Linked DNA regions of Capsicum annuum: region 2 is linked to region 1. Evidence: chromatin contacts called from public Hi-C data. All regions are on one chromosome and are shown on one strand. Each heading gives the region's core, a stretch centred on a gene start, on an enhancer-like site or on the middle of the called end of the contact. The rest is flanking DNA. Distances are from core to core; before and after follow the strand shown. Region 1 holds the start of LOC107850959 (WD40 repeat-containing protein HOS15). Region 2 holds the start of LOC107851374 (mannose-P-dolichol utilization defect 1 protein homolog 2).

Region 1 (4,737 bases), core at 1,437-3,936:
TTTTGGCATTTGACTTGAATTATCTTTTGAATGAGGATCTGACAATAATTCCTAACATATTTCATAGCTGCTTATAATCTCCCCCTTATGTTAGGAAAACTAACATACATCCTCCATCTTCTTTGAGGAATCCATCTTTGTGCATCATGGTATATTTATTAATCATATACCGCACATCAAAACTATTAGATGGAATAGTTGATTTCTGACCTTGAACCAATTGAGAGGGAAGAAATAATCATAATATATTGATCTAATGCATACAAGTGCTATTGTATGAAATATATCATATTTCATACCAATACATGAAACTTTGTTCTCATTAGTAATGGTTCAGCTATTTATGGAAGGCATTCAATGCTAAGCCATCATCATCAAGATGAATTATCTTGATCACACAATCTGAAAATTATGCTCAATTTATATTCAACAAATAACTTTATGAATGTCAAACGTAGGTTGACCATGAATGTATATGTGATCATCTTATTGATGCATCTTTTCAACATATCACATGATAGGTGAACGGGCTCATATTCACTTTTTATTCTTTTCAGATTTTGAGGGATCCAATCCCAAAATTAGTTGGTCCAACCAACTGATCATGAGAACAAGCAACATTAAAGTTCATGAAGAATTTTCTAATTCTTCAATATATGTTCAATATTCAGTATGCACATCTTTGGTATATCACAATCGTTCATGTCAACTTATGAACTTTTAATCTAGTAAACTCCAAGTTTACCATGATATGCGTTTTTACTTTAGTAAATTATATGAATAAATTTCAGATTTACTACTTCAGAAGTAGATTTCAAAAATCTCAGCTATTCTGCCTCTTTCGAAGGTGAGTTGTCATACCATCACAATCAAGTACACGTTTATATTAATAAACTTCATTAAATATTATCACATTCACCCAGGGAATGGATTTGTGCTTATAATAATCAAAATTTTCATTCGCCAAGAATGAAATATAATTGTGCCTTAAGCCTATCAAATTATGATAGCTTATATATCTTATAACCTCTTTCATCATATTGCTACTTCAAGAGCAAATTGAGGCATACATATGATGTAGAGAATTTTTCTCTAGCATATCTTATAATCATAATAAGCGTGTAAGAATATTATTACTTTGATGATTATTATCATATTGTCTCTCCACACTTATATTCGTGCATCAATCACTTGTCTTCTTTCAACAATAAAACAAGTTGTCAACTTTCAGATTTATGCTACCATATTCACTTCATGGAATAGAGCATATTAATGGAATATGTTTCATGACCTTTTATTAAACACTCATTATTTTGCCTTACCCATCATAATATCATCAATATGGTGTATTGAGATTCAAACTCAACATCTTATCCATACAAAGACGTCTTAGGCATGAATCGATAGGACTTGAACCCAACATATTATCATCTTTTTTTATAATATTATTCTTGAGGAATAAATTTAAAATATAAATGGTTCCAAATCAGTTATTTTTCCTCAAATCCAAGAATAATTATATTAGTAGTAGCAAAAGAAAGATAGCATAAAGAATTACTAACCTTGAAATCCCTCAAATTTATAATCTCATCTTGTTTGGCAAACCTTGAAATGCCTCAAATTTATAATCTCATCTTGTTTGGCAGAGTGTCGTGCTGATAACGTGTTATAAAATAAGCAGAGTGTCGTGCTGATAACGTGTTATAAAACAAGAAAAAATAAAGAAGAAGAGTAGATAGAATAGAGAGAGTGATTCTTATTTCTCTTGAGGAATAATTTACAATGAAGGAAACCCTTCTATTTATAGGAAAATTTGCCCCTAGTTTCACACTAAAAACAAATACATCAAATCCTAATAGATATCAGCTAAATCTTATTAGATAGACATTCACTACAATGTAAATACATTTATAACAATGACTTTATTATCTTAAATTAATACTATTTAATGTAAATATCTTATGCAGATAATTTTTTACAATTTGCTTTGTTTATGAATTTTGAAATCAATAATTTGGCTCGATCCATCTACTAAACAATATAAATAATAGATTCTGTAACAAGTAAATTGAATATTTTTAATAAACTACCAAATTTAAACATATCATTTGAATTCTGGATCTGTTTGTACATTCTGGATAAGATTAAATAAATTTTAATCCTAATACATGGTCAATTTCTTAACCTTTTTAGGATATGTCATTAAGAAATTCAAACTAATCTTATTTTCAATTGAAAACCTCATCTTTTAATAAAGTATTTCAATTAAATACATTCAATTCAAATTTGGAAAAAACTTTTGCATATGTTTTATTTGCCTATTACATAATTAAGTTAACCACATAAGATATGTATCTCTTTGAATTATATACACATCAAACTCAAGTATCACATGTCAGGAAGTTTTACGACTTAGCGAATGCATATATCTAAAGAAAATAACATAATTTATGTAATTAACCTATCTAACTAATAAACAAATAAAAATACTATGTGATTCTCACATTTATTCTAATCTTGGTGGACAAAGTTATCTTATATCTGATGATGTTGGACAAAGTTACCTTGTATATATTGTCGGTGAAAGGTGACAGATACCCTCTGAAATTAGTTGAGCTACACGAAAGCTACAAAGTTACCTTATATTGTTGCTAGTGAAAGATGACAAATTTTCCATGAAATTAGTTGAACAGCAAGAAAGCTGCTCAGACATCATAATTATCTCAAAATAAAATATGCATAATATAAATGGAGGGCAGTTTAGCAATTCAACAGTGAACACTTGATTCAAAAATTCCTTTTGGAACCAAAACATTTGTAATTCTAACATCCCAGTGAGTATCTAAATTCACTCGATCCAATTTCTCCCCTCTCTCTCTAATCTCTCTCTCTCTATATATATATATATCAATCAAAGAGAGTAGCATAATATGTCTATTTACGCAGCCAGCGAATCACAAGAACAATGGTGGCACCTTTATCCTCCGATGAACTCAATTACATGGTTTTCCGATACCTTCATGAATCAGGTTCTTCTATTTTTCTCACTTCCTTTTTTGATAATCGTGGTTTTTGGACAAGCTTTCGCACACCTTTCATGGATACCTGCCATTTTCCACCGACAATTAGTGTTTATATTCGAGCCAGCTTTTGCATAACTCAACTGAATTCACGAAACATCTATCACCTTCCACAACTCACGTTTTTTATCTCTTCTTTTTTGTTTTGATAATCATGGTATTCGGGCCAATTTTTGAACACCTAAACTAAATTTACGGGATACGTGACACCTACCATCAACAACATGGTTTTTTCTTTCTTCCTTTTTTGATAATAGTGGTGTTCGGCCAGCTTCCCCGCACCTGACTAAATACCTGCTACCTCCACCAACAATATTTTTTCTCTCGCTTTTTCTTGATAACTGTGTCAGAGTGAGCTTTTGTACATTTTGACTAAATTAGACTAAATTCACGGAATAAGTGACATTCTCGCCAGCCACATTTTTCCTCTCTCTCTCTTTTCCATGATAAGTGTGTCAGAGCGAATTTTTGTGCACCCCGATTAAATTCACAGAATACGTGACATTCCCACCAGCAACATTTTTTTCTCTCTTTTTAGGGTTCAAATAGCTATAGCTAATCATAATAAATGTTGTTTATAGTTGTTCAACTTGTTTTAATTAAAAGAGTTTTATGTGGTGAATTTATCAGGTCCAGTGGTTTTTTTAAAAAAATCAGTTTCGTTTGAATCGTTTTTGAATGAGTTTAATTGCTTTGATATAATTTACTTGAGTCTAGGGCGTGTAGGGGTAGTATACACTATCCTATAGACCCCCTTGGGTGTGGTGTTGTTGTTATTAGACGAGTTTAATTGCTTTGATATGCTTAGCTGAGTCGAGGGTGTGTTTAGAAAGTAAGGGGTAAGATTTGCGTACATATCACCCTCTATAGAATCCTCTGGGTAGGGTGTTGTTGTTATTATACAAGTTTTATTGTTTTGATATGCGTTACTTGAGCCGAGAGTATGTAGGGGTAAGGTCTGAGTATACACTGCCCTCTACAGACCCCACTGGGTATGTTATTGTTGTTATTAGACGAGTTTTATTGCTTTGATATGCTTTACCTGACAGTGGCGGACCCAGAATTTAAGCATAGTGGGTGCTTAAAAAATTAAAAAGCTAAGAAAAAATAAAAATGACCTCAATGAGGTTCGAACCTGAGTCAACACTTCAAGTTTTCAGTGCACCCAACCAACTTTTTGTTAGAGTGGGGGCTTTTATATGTTTTATACCTATTTTCATATATTTTCTATGTAATTATACCTATTCTGCGTCTAGTTTAGTGGGTGCCGGAGCACCCCAAATTATAACGTAGGTCCGCCCCTATTACTTGAGCCGAGGGTGTGTTTGGAACGTAGGGGAAAGATTTGCGTACACATCACCCTCTCTAGAACCTTTTGGGTATGTGTTATTGTTATTAGACGAGTTTAATTGTTTTGATGTGCTTCAGTTGAGCTGGGGGTGTGTTTAGAACGTAGGGGTAAGATTTGTGTACACATCACCCTCTCTAGAACCTTCTGGGTATGGTGTTGTTGTTATTAGACAAGTTTAATTGTTTGGATATGCTTCACTTGAGCCGAGGGTGTGTTTAGAACGTAGGGATAAGATTTGTGTTTTGATATGCTTTACTTGAGCCGAACGCATGTTTAGAACGTTGGGATAAGATTTGCGTACACATC
Region 2 (4,737 bases), core at 1,074-3,573, 430 kb after region 1:
ACCCACCCAAAAATACCAAACAAAGGAAAGAGAAAAAGACATTCACAAAAAGAACCAAATAAATGAAACGTCAAACTTCTTAGAAATACAACCATCGACAACCTAAATAACTTCTCTTGCCACACACACACACCGAAAAGTACCAAAAAAAAGGAAAAGATAAAAAGACATTCACTAAAAGAAACGTCAAACTTCTTAGAAATGCAAAAAGAGTAGACGAGATATCCATTTAGCACATGAGGAAAGGTCATCTAAGGATAAATGAGAGGTTCATACTTCAAAGAATCTTCGATTCTAGAGACAAATTATTTAGTAGCAGAATGACATGAACTTAAAGAGAGCCAAAGATACAACAACACCATACATAGTGTAATCCCACAAGTGAGGTATGGGAAGGTAGAGTGTACGCAGCCTTACCCTACCTTGTGAAGGTAAGGAGGGTCTGTAAAGGCTCCCCGCTTATTTTGTGGATTGAGGAGTAGTTGCTTGATTGATTTATGATGAACGGGCATCTTACCAAGCAGAGTTGAACTGAACGACCAGCTTATTCATGATGGTAAAAGTTTAGACACAAGTTATCAATTCCGATTATCAAGAAATACCCATAATTCAACTAGTTCCAAAATAAGGCTCATATAATACTACTTTCATAATAGTACTCAATAAACTCAAAAATATTACATTTTTGAAGGCTTAAAGGAAATAACTGAGGAAGTTTATCCAACGGACTATTAACATGGCTGCAAAAGTTCATATATTTTGATACCCCACAAAAGTAGAAGTAAGGTCCACGTACATGCCACCCTCCCCCTGACCCCACTTGTGGGATTACACTGGGTATGATGTTAAAACCCTGGAGTATTAAGAAACATCCATCACTTAACTGGATCCAAAATTAATCAAATTCAATACTACTATCACAACAACACTCGATTAATACATAAAGACAGAAATATCAAAACCAGAGGACTATAACATGAAAGTAAAAATTTATATAATTTGAGTTAGAAATCCAGAGTATTTAAGAAACACCCATTACTTAACTAGATCCAAAATTGAGCTAATTCATACTACTATCACAACAACACCCAATTAATACATAAAGACTCAATTTTTATTGAACTTACAAGAAATTACCTAAGTTTAACCAAAGCCCTATAACACGAAAGTAAATATCTTGCTTTAATAACCATGGTGATTGGTGTCCAGCCCAGCTCTCGCGCACCTCCACTAATTCCACATGATACGTCACCTCCCATCCCACCAACAACAGGTACCAGGTAACTCTATCCACTAAGACTAGTGAAAGTAAAAACTTATATATCTAATTATGACACACCCATTACTTAACTAGATCCAAAATTAAGCTAATTCAATACTACTAGCACAGCAACACTCAGCTGATACATAAAGACTCCATTTTTACCGGGCTTACAAGAATTACCTAAGTTTAACCAAAACACTAGAGCATGAAAGTAGACATTTTTTTATGATAACGTGGTGTTCGCGCCAGCTTGCGCACACCTCCACTGATTCTACAAGACTGTCACCTCTCACCAGCAACACATACCAGTATCTCTATCCAATAAGACCCATGAAAGTAGAATTTTATGTATCTAGTTAAAGACCCTTATTTAAGAAACACCCATTACTTAACTGGATCCAAAATTGAGCTAATACAACACTATATCACAGCAACACTCAATTCATACATAAAGACTCAATTTTTACAGGTCTTACAAGAAATTACCTACATTTAACCAAAGTACTATAACATGAAACTAAAATATTTATACATGAAAGTACTTATGACACACCCATTACTTAACTAGATCCAAAATTGAGCTAATTCAATACCACTAACACAACAACACTCAATTAATACACAAAGACTCAATTTTTACATAGATTAATGTAAATTACCTGAGGAAGTTTAACAGTGGTAGATGCACCAACAATAGCATAACCAAGAAGCTTAGAAATTAGAGGAAGCAAACAATCTTTTTCAGGGAATTGACCATTGCTTAGAGATCCAAGTGCACAACCAAAGTCCATTCCGAGAAACTTTAATTCCACCATTTTTCTAATTCTTTCAAATTGATGGATCAAGAAACTCTTCTTAGAGAAAATTTGTTCAGACAATTATATTTTTTTGTTCGGACAAATACAAATGGTGTTTTTGGGGATTTTTAGTTCTTGAATGGGTACGGTTTTCAAGAAGAATTGTAAGTGGCAGCCTTCAAGCTGTGGTAATTTGTGTTACCCGCAAATTATAATCGACGCTCCCTCCGTTCCATAATAAGTTAATTATTAAATTTTGATATATATATTAATAAAAAAAAATAGAAACATAAATTTATTATATTTTTTTATTTTTATCCTATTTAAAAAACAAAGACACATAATACATCACTCCCAATGTACGTTTAATGGAGGGTAAATTTTAAAAAAATTTTCAACATTTACCTTAAAACCATTCACTTATTTTAAAACACTAAAATTGCTCCAACAATTCACTTATTATGAAACGGAGAAAGTAATAAAATTAATTATTAAATTATATTTTAATATTTAAAATAAATAAATTATTTATTCATAGAGAGATATTAAAAATTTCTTTTAATTTTACTTTAATGCGATTCTCTAAATACATCATATTTCCTACTAGAATATTTTAAGAGTAATTAAAATGATAATAGTAGAAAATAACCTATACTTTGCCATAAATTTTTTTCTTAATGATGTGTTATAACCCAATAATTCATTATTTTGGAAAGACTATATTGTTTTGGGATATCATTATGCACTGATTAGTACGATATGTTTGGTTATAAATTTTTAAATATTTTGTTTCAAATCATAACAAGTACCCCCTCCATTTTACTTTTAATTGTCATTATTTGTTTGATTTGATTTTCATTTTTATTTGCTATTTTTGATAGAAAACATAAAAAAAATTACTATATTTTATCCTTAATATTAATTATTTATTCTCCAAATTATTTTAAGTACTTATTACTAAATATCAATTAATAAGAGTAATGTGATAAAGTTGTTATATCAATTATTATTTTCATAATAAATATGTCATGTCAAAAAATAATAAATAAAAGCAAGCAAAAAAATATTAATAATATAATTATCAGATATTGTAATTTGTCAAATTATTTACCAAATTCATAGATGTAAAAAAACAAAGTATTAACACCACTTGTCATAAGATATGGTTATTAGGCCATCCATACTGAGAGCTATAAGCTGCAAGTTCAAATGAATTCAGTAATTTTTATTTAGATCTTATATCTGTGTTAGAAATATCGTATTAATAAATAACACGTGATTTAAGAAGTCATAGTAGCTAGCTGGAGTATTGTTTAATATAATTTTTTCATATTCTATGATTAATTTCTTTAATAAAAATATTTAATTAGGGAACTGATGGATAGAATTGTAGTTTAAGTTATAATTGATGGGTTTTTAAATAAAATATAAAAGTTTGTGGGTAAGTTTTTTTAAAAAAGAGAAAAGACATTTTTTTTCCTCCGGAAATTGTTCTCCAAACTCACTTTAGCACTTAAACTTAATTTTCATTTATTTACCCTCTTAACATCTTTAAAGTGTATTTGTTTGACCCATAAAGCTGACGTGATATTTTTTTTTAAAAAAGGGCACGTTTATTTATTAAAAAAAATTAATTTCAATAATCTTATATTTAAAATATAATAAAAAAAATTTTAAAAAATTAAAATTAAAAAATTTAAAACTCAAAAAGCAAAGACTAGATACTCGTGCAAGGCACGGGTATTTTGGCGACACTAATATGCAAAAGAGATTCAGTTTTGGGGAAAACTATTTCCAACTTGTTTTAATAATTTAGAATAGGAATAAAATAAAAGAAATATAGAACAATGAATCGATGTTAACATAATATGTACATTCAGTGTGGAATAAAATTGAGCTTGCTAGACTGGTTCAACCAATAGAAAAGTGATTAAATAAGTGGATAAAAATCTAGTTAGATTGTTGCAACTATAGTTGGAGGGACGTCTTTCGTTTGGACATTTCTGGAGAAGTACATGATGCACATCTCATTTGAAAGTTTCAAATATATAAGTTGAGGAGACATACATTGATTCTGAAATATTTATTGCACCATAAAATTACCGAAATATTCTTGGTAGTCATTTAATAAGGAACAAAAAGATATTTATAAAAAAATACTACCATGTATAATTCAATTATTAAGGTCTAAATAAAAATATTATTAAATAATATATGAGGATAAAACTAATAAATATAAAGAAAAAAATAATATGTATATGTAACAATTTTATTACACCATAAAATTATCAAAAAAACTCCAGGTATTGATGGTTACACAACCTGTTTTTTTAAAAAGGCTTGGCATATTATTAAGAATGATCTTCAGGAGGGAGTGAAGAAATTTTTATAGAGAACAAACTGCTTCTGCTATAATGAATAATATAAATGGTAACCTTGGTCCCAAAAACACAGCTCAGCCTGAAACTATGAAAGATTTTAAACCTATTGCTTGCTACCAGGGGCGGCTTGACTTCATTACAAAAAAGCAACGCCTTAGGCCCCTAATTTGAGGGCTCCATTTTTTAACAATAATGAGTTATATATTTTTTTTTGAGAAAAATAATAATATTATTTGATGAAACAATAATTTTTTATATAAAAATAAAAATTATTAGAAAAAATTGATATATCTAG

Evidence for each region. Hi-C and Micro-C count contacts between places; a contact is called where the count stands out from the background.
Region 2: a Hi-C map of leaf shows a contact between it and region 1, with 2.0 times the contacts expected there. The contact joins the promoter of LOC107851374 here to the promoter of LOC107850959 in region 1. A contact is called at or near these places in 2 of 5 Hi-C or Micro-C datasets (bud and leaf).

What each region holds. Positions count from the first base shown.
Region 1 is chr12:216,217,768-216,222,504 of UCD10Xv1.1, forward strand. It overlaps LOC107850959 (WD40 repeat-containing protein HOS15), which reads left to right and starts at 2,687. Exons shown (of 15, transcript XM_016695820.2): 1 at 2,687-2,834; 2 at 2,947-3,029. The coding sequence starts at 2,966.
Region 2 is chr12:216,651,643-216,656,379 of UCD10Xv1.1, forward strand. It overlaps LOC107851374 (mannose-P-dolichol utilization defect 1 protein homolog 2), which reads right to left and starts at 2,324. Exons shown (of 8, transcript XM_016696372.2): 1 at 1,924-2,324. The coding sequence starts at 2,079.